3 separate regions of the Zea mays genome follow, and regions 2 and 3 are each linked to region 1. A link is a contact called in public Hi-C data. All regions are on one chromosome and are shown on one strand. The core of a region is the stretch at or near the end of the contact, and the rest is flanking DNA. Distances in the headings are between cores, read along the strand shown. Region 1 holds the start of LOC103635990 (transducin family protein / WD-40 repeat family protein). Region 2 holds the start of LOC100281947. Region 3 holds the start of LOC100275017 (NADH dehydrogenase [ubiquinone] 1 beta subcomplex subunit 2).

What was found. A called contact is a pair of places that touch in the nucleus more often than the background predicts.
Region 2: a contact with region 1 is called in a Hi-C map of ear, with 2.9 times the contacts expected there. The contact joins the promoter of LOC100281947 here to the promoter of LOC103635990 in region 1. A contact is called at or near these places in 3 of 25 Hi-C or Micro-C datasets (ear, leaf and tassel).
Region 3: a Hi-C map of endosperm shows a contact between it and region 1, with 3 times the contacts expected there. The contact joins the promoter of LOC100275017 here to the promoter of LOC103635990 in region 1. A contact is called at or near these places in 2 of 25 Hi-C or Micro-C datasets (endosperm and tassel).

The regions. Positions count from the first base shown.
Region 1 is chr8:139,871,826-139,874,735 of Zm-B73-REFERENCE-NAM-5.0, reverse strand. It overlaps LOC103635990 (transducin family protein / WD-40 repeat family protein), which reads right to left and starts at 1,352. Exons shown (of 16, transcript XM_008658352.4): 1 at 800-1,352; 2 at 1-704. The coding sequence starts at 1,145.
Region 2 is chr8:139,630,662-139,633,571 of Zm-B73-REFERENCE-NAM-5.0, reverse strand. It overlaps LOC100281947, which reads left to right and starts at 1,453. Exons shown (of 3, transcript NM_001371805.1): 1 at 1,453-1,791; 2 at 1,889-2,023; 3 at 2,107-2,604. The coding sequence starts at 1,553. The coding sequence ends at 2,323. LOC103635987 (protein phosphatase 2C 50) reads right to left here. Exons shown (of 5, transcript XR_004852098.1): 5 at 2,785-2,910.
Region 3 is chr8:139,680,432-139,683,341 of Zm-B73-REFERENCE-NAM-5.0, reverse strand. It overlaps LOC100275017 (NADH dehydrogenase [ubiquinone] 1 beta subcomplex subunit 2), which reads right to left and starts at 1,554. Exons shown (of 4, transcript NM_001326463.1): 1 at 1,369-1,554. The coding sequence starts at 1,475.

The DNA.
Region 1 (2,910 bases), core at 103-2,602:
ACAATGGATAGCCCAAAAGCTAATGCAAGGCCCGGGGCCAAGACTTACAAGCCACTCACATTTACCAACCTGGCTCTCCCTCAAATCACCTGAAAACAACTTGAATCTACCTTGTTCGTCCCTTGACACAACGCTGCCAGATTCCATGGACCATCTCACAATAATATCAACTCCGAGGACTCCATTCAGAGTGTTGTTCACCTCTATTACTGCAATGACACTGAATGATATTAGCAAACCACGCTGCTTCTTCGACCTAGACACCTCATCCTTACTCCATAGCCGGACAGTCCCATCAAAGCAGCAAGTCATGAGGATCTCTCTCCTGATCTCAGACAGATCATGGGGGTATAACGAACAGGATCTCCACTGGATCATACAAACAGGCTGAGGATGCACAAGCTCAGCTTGCTCCAGCCCCCTCCTGGCATCGTTCAGAAACACAAGAACAGGCACACTGCCCTCGGCTGGAGCAAGAGCTGCCACTGTCGCGACAGGACCTTGCATGGAACAGGTAGTGGAGACAAGGGCTTGCGGCACCTGCGGTGTAGACCTCCAAGCGAGCTGCCAGGAGGACTCCAATCTTGCCCACATGGAAACACCTGCGCCAACTGCCACAATGCCATTGCCGCAGCCGGTCCAGGATACAGCAACGATGGCGAACGTCTCGGTGATAGACCATCTCAGGAGCCATCCAAACGAACCTGCAGGTTCCAATCTCCAAACACTGAACCGAGCCACAACAGCCGTCTAAGCTAACTGACGATGAGAATTTGAAGAGTTGGCCAGAGAAGCAGACCTGGAGAAGAGGCGGGCGCAGGCTGGAATATGTGTATAGAATTGTCTGTAGCGGCGGCGACCTCTCCGCTCCCGCGGCGGCACCAAGCAACTGCGGACACGGGGGCGCGGAGGTCGATGACCTGGCGGAAGAACGGGGAGCAACTGTCGTTGTTGTTGTCGTCCCGGCAAGGGGAGGGGAGGTGGGATACGACAAGGAAGGAGCCGGCAGCGTAGGCGACCCAGTGGAAGCCCACGAGGTCAGGGAGGAAGGCGATGGCGCGCGGGTCGCGGGTGGGCGCCGGCGGGATTAGATGCGGCGGACCGAGGGCGAGCGGCAGCGGCGGGAGCGCGTCTCGCTCCCCCATCGTCGTGCCGGCTGCTGCATGCGCCGCTGTAGCGGCGATGGTGGTGGTAGCAGGAGTTGCGTGGATCCCCCTCACCGGACACCGGTTGCCAATACCACGGTCGATCTCTGCAAAGCCGGCGACTACTGTGCGCGGTTGTGCACGGACATGGGCTACATTATTGCGCGGGCCACGGCCTAGGCTTTTTGGGCTACTACTTGTCTTCCAGTCCTGTATGGTGATTTGGTCCACCCTCAAATTATAGAGCGGAGAAAAACTTCTCTCTATTTTATTCATTTTAGTTTCTAAATTACTAAATACGAAAATTAAAACTATATTAGTTTCCATATTTAGTAATTTAGGAACTAAAATAAAATAAAATTGAGAGACTAAAAATTAGTCACTAAAAACCAAACACCCTCTAAGTTTAAACAGGGTCTAAAATATTTTAATGACTTTTTATTTTTATTCCATTTTCTATGTTAATTTTTGGAGTTTACTGTGTTTCAATTAAACTTTGTTAAAATATTTTAATCAACCAACTAATTTGTGGCTTTACTTAAGCTTTCTGATCTAGCTCAAAAAAGTCTAGTCTCGATTTACAATGAATTGATATTTGGACCTAATAACCTAACTTGTGTCTCAGCAAAACCTCACTTGATATAGGTGCCAAAATAGATTGATTTCTTCTTAAGAAATGCATGGAGGGAAGCAATTCACTTGCAACTGCATTATTGATTTGATAGAAGAAAAGTTGCATATGAGCTAGTTTGCCCACTAAAGTTATCTCTAGCAGACTCCCTATTTCACCTCCTATCATACCTCTTATTCCAAACTCTACTTGTAAACAGTGCAATCTACAGTATAAAACATTGTTTTGCATGCCCCTTTACATGGCTAGTTGGAGATGACCTAATAATTCATCCCTTCATTTTTCATGTAAAGGTCATATTGACTTTTTTATTTGATGTTTTATTAACTTTTAAAATTACTGGGCCTATTCGGTTGGACTTAAAGCCAACCATTACAACCGCTATTGTTGCCAACCAGTGATACAAAAGACATGTAGCGTTGTTGTTGGTCACTTGTTTCCAATTGCTGTATGAAATCAAAAACAAGGCAACACAAGGTTTAAAAAAGTAGAAACCTTCATCCTTGTGTTGTTGTCTCTTCGGGATAACAACTCAAGGACGAAGGTTTGGTGTAATCAAATGAAATACACAAAGCATGATGGAGTAAAATATTAGAACTCATCTCATGTGCCTTAGCATCTTATTTCTCTTCGCATACACTAGTTTACAATCGTACCTTCGGCTTCTTGATGCAAGATACGTTGAAGGTGTTTCAGAGGCTAAGATGGACGAAGCTGTAGCACCTGGCTAAAGGTACTTTATGCGGGATACTGTTCATATATTTATAGGGGAAACGAACCGGCCTAATACAGGATTACAGTTGTTGCCTTCACAATTTACAAATGCCATTAGGGCAGTAGCATATTTTCTTCATTTTTGACTGTATGGGTTCAGGCCTTCGAAGCCTTCTCCTTTGGCCTGCACTCGAAGTTCCTCCGTTGTTGCTGAAGCTATCGTCTTTGGCTTGCGCCTTTCACTTGTGTGTATGCGTGAAGCTTCTTTTGCACACCTTCTCAGCCTAAGATTCGCTCGTTCATCAGTAGAGATTCCTAAAATACACTAGTTTGTGCCGAAGTAAATGGTTAAATGAGTGATCTTATGCATATAAGGCCTCCAACAGTATCCCCTTATTGTATGAGTTTGTTTTCTTTGTA
Region 2 (2,910 bases), core at 204-2,703, 240 kb after region 1:
GCTGCTGCTGCGCCCGGGGCCGCGGGGAGGAGGCTTCCAAGAAGAGATGGAGGCAACGGCGACCTGATGGTGCCTGCCGAATCCCACCACCACCACGGCACGGGCCGTCGTCGTCGGCCAACCTTCGGGTGGCGAGAGAGAGCGCGGCCCGGGTGGAAGCTTCTGAAATCAGGAAACGGTGGCGGACGATTTTGCCGTGGCCGTCGCTGTCTCAGTCTCGCTCGGGTTAATCGGGGGCGGTGGATCACGGCATTTTGTCCGTATCTCAGCAGACGCTTCTTTCTCGATCGAGCATGCATAGTACTAACACTAGCAGGATGTATGTAGCAGGATGCATAGTGCAAACATGGTAGCTTAGCTTAGCTCGACGGTCATCTAATCTACCCACCTGATGAGTGGGCAGGGCACACATGGTCGATGTGTCACACGTGCGCGTCGCTCTGAGAGGTACACATACACATTGCATCTATCTGCACCCGCCGGCGGCCCCACGTGGCCTGTGCTAGTAATAAGCATGTGCTCGCCACCATACCACCAGGGGGGGGGCACCGGCGGCCGACCGATCCATGCAGTGAGATCACGTAGAAAATCCAGAAGACACGGCGAGCTGGAGGAGTACATCCTCACTCCCCCGCGGAATTCGGCCATTTATATCGGTCGGTAACACAGCAAGGCATGGAGATGAAGCTAGGCTGCGAATAAATCCACCCACTCCACGAAGCTGCGCCGAATCAGTCCATGGCTGGCTGGGGCTTCTAGATCCATCACGGCGCACGTTTCAGCTTGGCTTTGCGTTGGTTACCCGGCCAATCTTGTTTTGTGTTTGAGATGGACCAAGAGTGAGGGCCGGCGACGTGGATCCGATCGAGTTGAATATATATGCGGCGAGAGCAGCGACCTTTGATGACATGTGAAAAGGACGTCTCCTCTTGGGTGGCCGTTCCGCTTCATCACACGAATACAAATCATGCATACGGCGATGTATATATGGTCGAATTAAATTTACACTCTCCCGGCCAATACAAGCAGCACATGCATGGTGCAATTCATCCATCAGTCCATGCAACATGCATATACGATACGGGTGTTCCGGGCGCAGCCAGCAGTCGTGGTCCCAGCAGAGCAGTGAGCAGAGACGGCAATTGAAAACTCCTCGAACAACTCGAAAGCGAGCTCCCCACCGGCCCACCCCGCACGGCACTAGCTAGCTACGACGTGGCGAAGACCCCTTCAAGTCGTGGCTCTCCCTCCGCAGACAGACACACAATTCCGCCCGCCCCCGCTATAACTATAAGTGCCACGCCGGGCGCGCGAGCGGCGGCGACCCGCGCAGCAGCTCCGAACCTTCTCCCAGTCCCAGGCAGCCAGCGCAGGAAGCTCACCGGGAAGCCGGTGCAATCACACACCACACATCCCCGCTACAAATCCCAGCCCCCGGTCGACATCCCTCCCACTCCTCCCCCATGCGCACCGGCACCGGCACCGGCAGCTCACCGATCCCCGGAGCCGCTACTATAAGTACAAAGCTTCCCCGGCGGCGGTCCACCCGGCCATGGCGGCAGTCGGAGCGCGCCCAGTGCTGTACCACCACCACCCCCACCCGGCGCCGGCGGGCGGCGCCCCCGCCCCCATGTCCTCTTCCTACTTCTCCCGCGGCGGAGGCAGCTCCAGCCCCGCGTCCAGCCTCTCCGCCGCGCACTTGGACATATCCGAGTTCCTCTTCGACGACGCCTCCGTCGTCGTGCCGCCGGACGCCAGTGGTGGCGGTGCGATCAGCGCAGGCGGCGCTGGGTGAGTGGCGTGCTTGGCACCTGTTTCTGCTTTGGGCCTTCCGTTCATTGGTCTGAACCGTACCCGGCGGCGGGCTGTGCCTGTGTGGGCGTTTCAGGAGCGCGGCGGCGCCGGAGCGGCCGCGCACGGACCGGATCGCGTTCCGGACGAGGTCGGAGGTCGAGGTCCTGGACGACGGCTACAAGTGGAGGAAGTACGGCAAGAAGTCCGTCAAGAACAGCCCCAACCCAAGGTAGCTAACTGTGTGCGTCCCAATTTACAACACCACACGACTGGACTGCTAGCGCACTCACTTCACGACAACTGTTCTGTCAGGAACTACTACCGGTGCTCGACGGAAGGGTGCAACGTGAAGAAGCGGGTGGAGCGGGACAGGGACGACCCCGGCTACGTGGTCACCACGTACGAGGGGACGCACAACCACGCCAGCCCCAGCACGGTGTACTACGCCAGCCAGGACGCCGCCTCCGGCCGCTTCTTCGTCGCCGGCACGCAGCCGCCGGGGCCGGGGCCGGGCTCCCTCGTCAACTAATATTATCCATCCCGACGGCCGTGTAATAAGATGTACAGACTCTGTCCCAATGGATGTTGGACCCGATTCTTAGTTACATCTTGTATGCAGTGCAGGTGTGGCTGAACGCTCCCCAGGCAGGAGGCATCAGTCGCAGCCCTTGGCTACGCCGGCCGTGCCACCAGGCCCTAGCCATGTTTGCAGACTCCGCATGGGTAGGCACTGAAGCAAACTAGTAGACCTTTTTGGCTCTTGTACACAAACTGAACTATATGAAACTTTGGTACTACTTTTTTTTCCCTGTCAAATATACCCCCTCCGGCCTTCCATTCATCAGGTATGTTTGTATGAGATTGCAAGCCCAGTGTGTGTGTGTGTGTGTGTGGGAGTTACAATATACACGCTGACACACCAACACCAAACTACACACTGGACCCTGGAGTACAAAACTGTCATCTGATACAGCGATGGGTAGAGAGGCCTTGAATCATGAAGGTTACAGCGCGTTAATTTTAGTGATCGTCTCAGCCGCTTGGCTCTTTACAAGCTCGACTATCATACAGCATTAGGGGCATACTAAGTGCCAGGGGGGGCTCACGGTAGAGATG
Region 3 (2,910 bases), core at 305-2,804, 190 kb after region 1:
CAGTCCATAGCCGCCTCCGCCGGTCCATAGCCGCCGCCAGTGCCCATAGCCGCCGCCGCCGGTGCCCATAGCCGCCGCCGCCAATACCCAGTTCTGCTGACAGTTAATTTGTTGAATCAATCTCTATTTGGTGACAGTGAATTTCAATGGCAACAAATAACGAGGCATTTTGTAACTTGTGTGGTTGAACTTGTGTTGTTGAACTTGATCTGTTTCTTTTTATGCTAATGCTATTTGGTTTGTGAACTCAACTTATGTATGAACTTATTCTATATTTGAAATTCTATGTCTGAAAAGATGTTTCAACGTTCGTTTAAACGTTGAAAAGTTGGTTCATAACGTTTTAACGTTTTACCGTTTTAATAACCATGGGTCCAGCTTGAAAACAAAGGCAGCTTAAAGTTGTTGTTTTTTTGGCTTAATGCATCTATGCTCACACAGTAACAGAAACTCAACAAGAGTTAGTGATTGTCCAAATTACCTGTATCTCACAGAAAGGGGGTGGGGCTCAACAGAAGACTTCTAGAGCATGATTCAGCAGTTAAAAAAAACTGAGTTTTTTCCTTTGGTTTCTCGTAACTTGGGTCAATGAAGATGCGGCAAGATAAAATCTCAACTGCAGTAGCCTTTTCAAAGTTACTAACTGCTGACACTTAGAGATGAAAATTTTCCTAAAGTAGACAGTCCCGACTCCCAAACCTGGGAATATGTTTTGTTCAACTGGCTAAGGTTGCGAAAACAATGAAATGAATTGAATGAACTCATTTGATTAGAAGATGAAATAAGAATTAAAGGTCACTGTCAAACATGTTCTAACTAGAACGGGGACATAAAGCCATCGAAGGATCAGATTTACCCAACAAGACCTGAAACATGATGGAAGTCCAATTTGGCCATCCTAATGTCGCAAAGATGGTTAAGTAAAGGTAAGCACGGTTGCAGCGATGGTCATGGGTGCAGAGCTTCGGCTCTTGAATACAGCAGTCAGTCCAGAGTCCAGCCGAAACTGGATAGGTTTTACGGCAGCAACCCAACTCCATTTCCACGTCCCCAAATCGGATTTTCGCCATGCATATTGCGCCTGTAGTTTTGCTACAGTGCGCGCAAACAACGTCTAATCCCAACCCAATCGCACAATTTAGGAATAATCCATTAAAAATAACTGCTCACAGCATTTCCTGATCTACCGTGCGGAAGCCCACCGGCGAGGGCGAATAGCACAGGCCGCGGCGTTCAGTTTCGGGAAGGCAGGGAGGCGTCCAGGCAGGCAGCCTAGAATCGGTGGGAAGCTACCGGATTCGGAAGAAAATGACGGATCGGGGTGGCGAGATGGAATGGGAGGGGGAGCAAGGGGGTCCACATGCGTACCACATCACAGCGCAGAGGCCCTTGCCGGCGACGGTGTGCCAGCGCTTGTTGTGCGGGATGGTGTAGCCTTTGTAGGTGGTGCCGCCATGTGCGCCGCCGCCGACCATCGCCCGCCGACTGCTCCCCTCGCCTAGTCAGTCGTCGCGTGTCCTCGTGTCGGGTGGTGATGGTGAGGCCGCTGGATCTGGAAGCCCACCCATGTACCGCTGCCGTTCATGAAAGCCCAAATAGCAGATGGGCTGAAAGGCAGTGGTACATGGACTTGAAAGGTCTGGCCCGTGTGTACTGGGCCCTACTTAATGGAGCAGTAGAAGCTTCTCTAACTATGGTTTTAGTTGCGACAACGGGACTGAGACTAGATGGTCTCAGATAAGGTTATTTACTTATTTGGTTTAGAGTAAGATCTCGTTAGGTTCCTGTTGACGCCTTTTTGGAGGCGCCAATCACTTCAAAAGAACCAGCGGTGATGCTCTCTGGTCAGACGCGGACGGTTCGCGGCATAGGGCCGGACGGTCCGCGACCTGGCGCGAGGCGGAGGTGCTCTCTGGTCAGGCGCGGACGGTCCGCGGCGTAGGGCCGGACGGTCCACGACCTGGCGTAGGTGCTCGGGTTCCCTGCCTGACGGCCGGACGATCCGCGCCCTAGGGCCGGACGGTCCGCGCGTGCACAGGGGCGGCGGAAGATCGCCGGCGGCGCCTGGATCTCGCTCCCGGGAGGGACCCGTCGGGGAGGAGAGATCCTAGGAGTTGTCTAGGCTTGGGCAGGCCAACCTAGACTCCTATAATCGACGTAGAGTCGAGGAGAGGCGGAGAATTTGGGGATCGAGAGGCTAAACTAGAACTAGACTAGAACTACTCCTAATTATACAGGAAATAAATGTGAAATAGAAGTTGTATTGATTCGATTGATAATTACAAATCGGCCGTATACCTCTCTATTTATAGAGGAGGGGGGCTGGACCCTTTACAAACTAATTTCCGAGCGAATCCCGCGAATTTAGCTAACAACCGTAGCACAAAACTCGGAACCCTAATCTGTTCTGCGCACGCGCGGACCGTCCGGCCCACAGGCGCGGACCGTCCGGACCGCGGACCATCCGGCCCTAGGGCCGGACCGTCCGCCCTTCTCCTTTTGGTGTCGAACATATGCCCCCTGCCTTTTGGTGGAGTTGAGCGAACCAAAAGCATCTTAACACGATGTGATTACATCAGTTTTCTTAAGCATCTTGCCACATACTAGGATGATACTGCTTGAGCAAATGCCCATTCAAAGCCTTAGGCAAATCCTTGCCTTGCAATGTTTGTAGCAAATAGGTGTTACCAGACATTACCTGTTTTACTTTATAAGGACCCTCCCAGCTTGGCGACCATTTCCCAAACTTCCGGTCTTTATTCCTTAGAGGCAAGATGGTCTTCCACACCAGATCCCCTACTTGAAATGACTTTGCTTTGACCTTCTTGTTGTAGGCCCTGGCTACCATGATCTTGTCCTTCTCTATTGCTCCCAAAGCTATCACCCTCTTGTCGGTTACCTCATCAATAT